3 separate regions of the Sus scrofa genome follow, and regions 2 and 3 are each linked to region 1. The links are chromatin contacts, called in public HiChIP or PLAC-seq maps. All regions are on one chromosome and are shown on one strand. Each heading gives the region's core, a stretch centred on a gene start, on an enhancer-like site or on the middle of the called end of the contact. The rest is flanking DNA. Distances are from core to core; before and after follow the strand shown. Region 1 overlaps CDK14 (cyclin-dependent kinase 14). Region 2 overlaps CDK14 (cyclin-dependent kinase 14). Region 3 overlaps CDK14 (cyclin-dependent kinase 14).

Evidence for each region. HiChIP or PLAC-seq counts read pairs in DNA pulled down with a chosen protein or histone mark.
Region 2: an H3K27ac HiChIP or PLAC-seq map of alveolar macrophages shows a contact between it and region 1. The contact joins two enhancer-like sites. A contact is called at or near these places in 2 of 2 datasets of contacts at active chromatin or transcription factors (alveolar macrophages and skeletal muscle).
Region 3: an H3K27ac HiChIP or PLAC-seq map of alveolar macrophages shows a contact between it and region 1. The contact joins two enhancer-like sites. A contact is called at or near these places in 1 of 47 Hi-C or Micro-C datasets (embryonic fibroblasts) and 2 of 2 datasets of contacts at active chromatin or transcription factors (alveolar macrophages and skeletal muscle).

The regions. Positions count from the first base shown.
Region 1 is chr9:71,083,776-71,086,475 of Sscrofa11.1, reverse strand. The region is part of intron 10 of CDK14 (cyclin-dependent kinase 14); the gene reads right to left. Among named protein-coding and RNA genes, the nearest start is that of FZD1, 260 kb to the left of the region's middle. Within about 2 kb of position 1,350, at least 1 of the 83 cell types and tissues checked has an H3K27ac peak or open chromatin away from gene starts, as enhancers often do. A contact at or near this core is called in alveolar macrophages, where this site is marked.
Region 2 is chr9:70,720,744-70,723,443 of Sscrofa11.1, reverse strand. All of the region lies in intron 2 of CDK14 (cyclin-dependent kinase 14), which reads right to left. Among named protein-coding and RNA genes, the nearest start is that of CDK14, 44 kb to the right of the region's middle. Within about 2 kb of position 1,378, at least 1 of the 83 cell types and tissues checked has an H3K27ac peak or open chromatin away from gene starts, as enhancers often do. A contact at or near this core is called in alveolar macrophages, where this site is marked.
Region 3 is chr9:70,704,731-70,707,430 of Sscrofa11.1, reverse strand. The region is part of intron 2 of CDK14 (cyclin-dependent kinase 14); the gene reads right to left. Among named protein-coding and RNA genes, the nearest start is that of CDK14, 28 kb to the right of the region's middle. Within about 2 kb of position 1,385, at least 12 of the 83 cell types and tissues checked have an H3K27ac peak or open chromatin away from gene starts, as enhancers often do. A contact at or near this core is called in alveolar macrophages, where this site is marked.

The DNA of each region.
Region 1 (2,700 bases), core at 101-2,600:
TGTAATACAATCCATTGAGTTGGGGGAAAAAAAGGGACCCTCCACAGAGCAGCTTACAACATGACAGCTGGCTTCCCTCAGAGCCAGCCAGGGATACAGTAAGAGATTTCTACTTCTTTCTTTCGGTAACATGGTCTCAGAAGTCACATTCCAATTCCTTGTCACAATCTATTCACGAGAAGCAAATCTGTAGGTCCAGCCCACACTCAGGGAAAGGGGGTTATACATGGGAATAAATACCAGGAACCATCACTGGGCATCACTGGAACCATCACAGGAGGTAAAGTGTGATGTTCTGAGGAATTAAAGATGTTCTAAATGGAAAAAAAAAATTCAGGCAGAATTTGAGTTAGAGAAATCTACTTTGGGAATTCCCTGGTGGCTCAGCGGGTTAAGGATCCAGTTTTGTCATTGCAGTGGCTCTGGCTATAGCTGCGGCACGGGTTCAATCCCTGGCCCTGGAACTTCTGCATGCAGAGGGTGTGGGCAAAAAAGAAAATCTGTTTTATGGATAACATTCTGAGAATTTGCTAAGAAGCGTCATCACCTCCTCCCTACACCGCAGATGTGTCACACTATGGCAGTATGTGACCATTTTCTTTAGTCTGACGCATCTGTGAACTTGCTAGTCAAAAAAGGAAGAAAAGGAGAGTGAACAAACAAGGGACCTCATGACCTATGAAATAACACTCTGTGACAATTCACACTTTCATATTCATCGTGGGAAGCAGTACTGCAATGGCTATAAGGAGATGGGATAAACAACAACAATTTTAGAAGCTTGGTAAAATTGTTTCCTAGATTATTTTTTTCCTACCAAGCTGTTATCAGATCCAAATGGTGATATGCCTTAATGGAAATTTACACAATCAATGTGGCAGTTTTAAAACATGGCTCCAGGATTCTTTTTTTTTTTTTTTTTTAATGACCACACTCATTGCTTCAGGACAATTTTTTTTTCTTTCTTTTTAGAGCCACACCTGCGGCATATGGAAGTTCCCTTGCTAGGGATCGAATTGGAGCTGCAGCTACAGGCCTACATCACAGCCACAGCACTGTGGGATCCAAGCTATGTCTGTGACCTACACCACCGCTCATGGGAACACTGGATCCTTAATCCACCGAGAGAGGCCAGGAATCGAACCCACCTCCTCCTGAATACCAGTCGGGTTCCTAACCCACTGAGCCACAAGGGCAACTCTAGACTCTGGCATTCTTGACACTCTTTCCATCTAGAACTGGGGTCTGTGTCCCCTCTCCTTGACTCTGGGTGAGGGTTTGTAACTGCTGTGACTGACAGAGCCACTTCTGAAGCTAAGTTAAGAGGAACCAGGGAGTTTCTCTTTCCTCTTAACTCACCCACTCTTGGAAACCAACCACCATCCCATGAGGAAGCTCAAACGAGCCCACATGGAGAGAACCCACATAGGGCCTCAAGTTGATGAAGGGAGGGGTATGTGGCTGGTTCCCCAACTGCTCCAGCTTCTGATGGTTTCTGCTCCAGCCACTATCTGTCTACAGCCATATTTCTGAAACCATATGAGAGACCTGTAAGTCCAGAACTGCTCGGCCCACTCTTTACTGAATGTATTACCCCGAAACCATGACTGATAATTATAAAATACGACTGCCGTGGACTTCACCCAGAGTTTTGCGATGGTTACATAACATGAGATAACTTCAACAGCCAGGAAGTAATCACATACTGACAATAAAGTCATGTATAAATAAAATGGTAACATAAAAGAGGGCTATATTATATTAAAACATTTTCAAAACATTTAAGACTGTTAGACCACAGATGTGAACCACTGCCTCCAGAAAAGTCTTTGGCAAAAACTACTACAATAGGGAAACATTTACTGCTAGGGTGGATTTGCCTAAAAGCAATCTTGTGTTAATAGGAAAGGAACCATTACAAATCACAGAAATTGGAAACAGAGCACTTCTATTCCTATTATATGTTTCAGACCAACAACTGATTAGCAAATGTGGTCAGAGAACCACCGCCTTCTCTCGTCCTATCAAGTATCATAATACCACTTGGTATTACACCTGCTGCGCAAGTATTACTCATTCCCTTCAACCTGCCCCCAACGCCCTACAGATGCAGCTCACTCTGTCAGCCTCACTGTCCTTTTCATTTAAGTATCATGCACATCAGGACACCTTTGAATTCCTTTTTTTCTCCTCTGCACCATTTATCTATATCTGCCTCTCCTTCCTTTCCTCTCTTCTTTCTCATCTTCCAGAAAAATCATTTCATCCACATTTTCAAAGCACCATCCCCTCCACCCATTTCCTCTTGTCTACTAATCCAGCAAACATGCTTTCTTTTATTTTTGGTGTCCTCTACCTTACAAACATCCTGGTCATTATTTTTAAAATATTTATGACACACAATCAAATTTATAAATCTCAACTTAAAAAAAAAACACCTTTAGGAGTTCCTGTTGTGGCTCAGCAGTAACAAACTCGACTAGTATCCTTGAGGACATGGGTTCGATCCCTGGTCCTACAAGGTGGGTTAAGGATCTGGTGTTGGCATGGGCTGTGGTGTAGGTCGCAGATGCAGCTCAGATCCTGGGTTGCTGTGGCTGTGGTGTAGGCCGGGAGCTACAGCTCCAATTCAACCCCTAGCCTGGGAACTTCCATATGCCACATGTGTAGCCCTAAAAAGAGAAAAAGAAAAACAAAACA
Region 2 (2,700 bases), core at 129-2,628, 360 kb after region 1:
AGGCTCCTCCTCAAACACCCTTTTATACTTTGATGTGCTCATTGTACCTACTGAAATTAACCATTTTCCCATGAGACAGGGAATTTTTTTTTTGAGTTCACAAGCTAAATATGTCTTTCTCATCTTTGTATCTCCAGTATCTGGCATAGGCTCTGGTATTCAATACATGCTCACTGAATAAATAAAAAATGCTCCTCATTCATGACATACTAATAGGAAACAAACACACATTTCAAACACATTTCAAAATAATGTATTTAGTCAGAGATATACAATTTAAAGCAACTTTGACTATATATAGTAGGGAACATTACACTTAACAAAAGAGTAAAATTTTAAAAATCTCAGCAATCTATTCATTCCTGAGAGTCAGCTAAAATTTTATCCAAGGGAAATAGCTCCCCCCCCAAAAAAAAACCTAAGGCGTACAGAAATTTTCATTATTTAAAATATCAACTTTAAAGTGGGGGGGATAAATTAGGAGTTTGAGATTAAAAATATACACACTATTATATATAAATTAAATAACTAACAAAGACCTACTGTGTAGCACAGGAATTCTACTCAATAACTTTTTTTTCTTTTTTTGGCTGCCCCCCTTGCATATAGAATTCCTAGGCCAGGCCAAGATCAAATCTGTGTCCTGGTGCTGCAAAGACTCTTACTGTTCCTGCTGTGCCACAGCAGGAACTCTTCTCTACTCAACACCTTGTAATAAGCTATAATGGAAAATAATCTAAAAAAGAATATTTATGTGTGTGTGTATATATATATATATTCTTCTTAGATTATTTACACATTTATATTATTTACATATTTAATATGTAAACATCATTATTATTAGTAGTATTACATATTAACATATTTAATATTTATATTATTTACAAATATACACACACATATGTATATGCATACCTGAATCACTTTGCCATACACCTGAAACTAACACAACATTGTTAATCAACTACATTTCAATTTAAAAATAAATAAAATCAAATACCAAAATATGGGAAAGTCCTTATACAGGAGGAAAATGAGCAAAGTATCCTGCCTCAACTCAGTGAAATATGATGCAACCCAAAAAGCTGATAATTTAAGATGGCAGAACTATCGTGGCTTTTTTTTCATGATTTGAGGTTACATCTGGAACAGTTCATCATAAGTTTATTTAAAAGATACAAAATATGTCATTTCTGGCATATTACAACCACTGACACTTTAAAAACAGAACTATTAACATTATTTTTAAAGCAGCTCCATTGAGATATAGTTCCCATGCCATATAATTTACTCATTTAAACTATACAACTCAATGACTTTTAGTATATTCACCAAGTTGTAAAAACATCAACAATACATTTTAGAACATTTTCACTTCCTCAAAAAGAAACCTCACACTCCCTAGCTGTCAGTCCCCAATCCTCTCACGAGCTTCCTACCCAGCCCTAGGTAACCACCAATCTGCTTTCTGTATCTATAGATTTAGCTATTTTGGAATTTTTGTATAAGTGGAATTATACAATATTAGTCTTTTGTGACTGGCTTTTAGTATAATGTTATCAAAATTTATTGACATTTTAGCATCTATCAATAATATTTCATTTCTTTTTATTAACTGATAATGTTCCATTGCATAGATATATCACATTTTATTTATCCATCATCAAGTGATGGATATTTGGACTGCTCTCACTTCTCCGCTATTAGCAACAATGCTACTATTAACATTTGTATACAAGTTTGCAAGTGGACATGTTTTCATTTCTCTTGGGTGTATACTGAGGAGTGGAACTGCCGGTTACCATAATTCTATGTTTAACTATTTGAGGAACTACAGATTGTTTTCAAAAGCAGCTGAATCACACATAGCTTCACCAACACTTATAATTGTCTTTTTTTATTCTACTCATCCTATCAGGTATAAGATGGTACCTCATTTTAGCTTTGACTTGCAATTCTTTGATGGCATATTTTCATATGTTTATTAGCCATTTGTATATCTTCTTTGGAGAAATGTCTATTCAGGTCCCTTTCCTTTTTTTTTTTTTTGTCTTTTTAGGGGCACACCCGTGCCATAAGGAGGTTCCCAGTCTAGGGGTCGAATAGGAGCTGTAGCCACCAGCCACAGCCGCAGCCATAGCAACTTCAGATTTGAGCCATATCTGTGACCTACACCACAGCTCATGGCAATGCCAGATCCCTGACCCACTGAGCGAGGCCGGGGATCGAACCTGCATCATCATGGATACTAGTCAGATTCATTTCCATTGAGCTACAATGCGAACTCTTTTTGACAATTTTTAATGCAATTATTTGTCTTTTTATTATAGAGCTATAATGGTTCTTTATATATTCTGGATACTTGCCCCTTATCAGACATACAACGTGCAAAAATTTTCTCCCATTATGTGGGCTGCCTTTTCACTTTCTTATCACTATTCTTTTAAATATGTCCAGAGAAGACTAAGTATCATGGAGATTTCAATTCCACATAATCCATATAAAACATAAATGAACAAGGACTAGGAAACCTATACCCTTTTCTCCTTGAAATGATATTTCATTCCTCTTTTCCCTCAGAATTTCATCCTAATAGATTTATGCTTAGAATTCTTTTACTGATTTATTAATACTCTATTGTACTGCTCTGCAACAAAAAGCTCCATATCTACTTTAAGATTTTTAAATGCCTTTGATTTC
Region 3 (2,700 bases), core at 136-2,635, 380 kb after region 1:
AATAGTCATCTGAGACCTGAAGAAAAAGGACAGCTTTCATTTAGAAAGTTATAAGCACTTGGGAGTTCCCATCATGGCACAGCAGAAACAAATCTCACCAAGAACCATGAGGCTTCGGGTTCAATCCCTGGCGTCGCTCAGTGGGTTAAGGATCTGGCATTGCTATGAGCTGTGGTATAGGTTGCAGACGCAGCTCAGCTCGGATCTGGCATTGCTGTGGCTGTGGTGTAGGCTGGTGGCTACAGCTCTGATTAGACCCCTAGCCTGGGAACCTCCATATGCTGCGGGTGCATCCCTAAAAATAGCAAAAAAAAAAGAAAAGAACGTTATAAGCACCAAGAAAAAACACTGATAAAATCATTTCATGTAATACTGCAAAGGAAGAGAGAAAAAAATCATCTGCAGATGACATGATTATATACCTAGAAAACCCAAAGGAAGCCTCTGAAAAGACTGTGGAGCCAAAAGAGTTGCGTAAAATAGCAAAATACAAAATAAACATGTAAAAATCTACAAGAGCAAGCAGAAACAATAAAAGTTTATTCTTATTCTAATTAGCGATTATTTTTTAAAGCTGCCTCGAAACAGCATTCCTGACAAATGAAAAAAGTAGGTCACAAAAATTTTTTAAACTATAATACTTGGTGAAGAGAGTTTTTTTTTTTTTTTTAATAGGCTTAAATGATAGTGGAACATACTTTGTTCCTGGGTGAAAAAAAACTAAACTTCCTGAAAAGGGGATTTTTTAATATATTGAAAAAAGACTTTTTACTAAATATAAACCTTAATTGTTTACACTTCAATTTTTTATGTCATCTGTTCTTTTTTTACTTTTTCATTAATGACCAGGTGTTATTTTACAATGTTAAAACATAACTATTAGAATTGCTAACAATAAAAATATCAAAATTTTTCAAATGCAATCTTTGAGTTTTGAGGGGTCAAATCAGAGCTACAGCTGCTGACCTATGCCACAGCCACAGCACGGCCAGATCCCAGCCTGTCTGTGACCTACGCCCCAGCTCAAGGCAACGCTGGATCCTTTAACCCACTGATGGAGGCCAGGATCAAACCCACATCCTCCTCATGTATACTAGTTGGGTTCGTTTCAGCTGAGCCAAATAGGAACTCCCTTGAGGCTGTATTTTAATCAAATTTCCACTTTTCCTAAGCCCCTAAATATGTGTTAACTGAGTTTCTAGAAAGGAGCTTAAGATTGAGCAGTAGACACAGAGAAGCAGGAAAAACCTCAGCTTTCTTTCTTTCCCTTCCTTTAGTCTCTAGATAAACATAATCTGAAGTTAAAAACAAAAAGGTGTTACAACAGAGGTCAGCATATCATACTAGTCTCCAGCCTCAGGAGAAATGACCAAATGGAAGTAGAAACTAGTCAGAGGTTCTCACATGTGAGTTAAACGGTCCCCAAACAAACAGCAGGAAGGGCTGGCAAATACACTCATTTTAAAAGTAAATATTAACTTAATGAGCTTGGTGACCGGAAATACAATACTGGTCTCTTGGGATTTTTCACTTCCTTGCTCCTTTTCACAAAAAGAAAAAAACACTAAGAAGGCACACATTCTCCTACTTTTGAGCGCAACTGACAAGAACCAGAGAAGAAATCTAAAAATCACCCTGTGTGTCTGTGTCCTCAAAACTTCCCAACTCAACTGGTGGTAAAAGCAGAAAGAAAAAGTAAACCAAACAATATGCACGCCACAACTGGTCCATCAAACACAGTGGGGAGCAGAAGGAAGTTCAAGTCTTTTTTTAGGGGCCATAATTCTGCTGTCCAATTGCAAAATGGGGACCAATCATTATAAAGCATCGGTATCACCTTCCTGCTACTAGGCCCTTACCTGTACCAGTCACGCACCAGAAAAGAATATTGTCTGTCACGCTGGGAGGGTAGAAAAAGCAGCCACAAGGTCACTACACTGACTGGACCCAATGCCTGGACTGTGAAAGAGCTCAGGACAAAGAAGCCCACTGGCTGGCAGCTAGACCGTTTGCTTCAGAGAAGATGGAGCTGACTGTCGCCACCAAGATCAAGCAGTTCCAGGGCAAAAAGAAAACCCAGTGATATTGGGAGCATAGGGAAGAAGAGAAAGAAAGAAAAGAAATGGTCTGTTTCTTTTCTCAGCACCCACCCTACTAATAAAAAGGAATATGAAACATTCAATGTCTTGCTCCATGCCCACCTAAAAGCTTTTTTTTCCCCTAAGATGTAACTATTAAAAAGATCTATCTGTTTAAAATAGATGACTAAAAAGAACCTACTGTATAGGACAGGAAAATCTACTCAACAGTTTATAAAAACCTACATAGGAAAAAAAGAATGGATATATATCTATACATATAATCTAGTACAACTGAAACTAATACATCATTGTAAGTAAACTATACTCCCATAAAATTCATTAAAAATTAATAATAAGGATGGTTACATAATATGAAAATACAGAGATCTGTTTCCTCTATATTTTCAGCATTCACAAACATTTCAGTTGACACAATACAAAACAAAAACAAAGCTAGAGGGAGTTCCCGTTGTGGCACAGCAGGAACAAAACCAAGTTGTATCCATGAGGACGGAGGTTCAATCCTTGGCCTTACTCAGTGGGTCAGCGATCCAGCATTGCTGTGACCTGTGTTGTAGGTCACAGATGCAGCTCAGTTCCTGCGTGGCTGTGGCTGTGG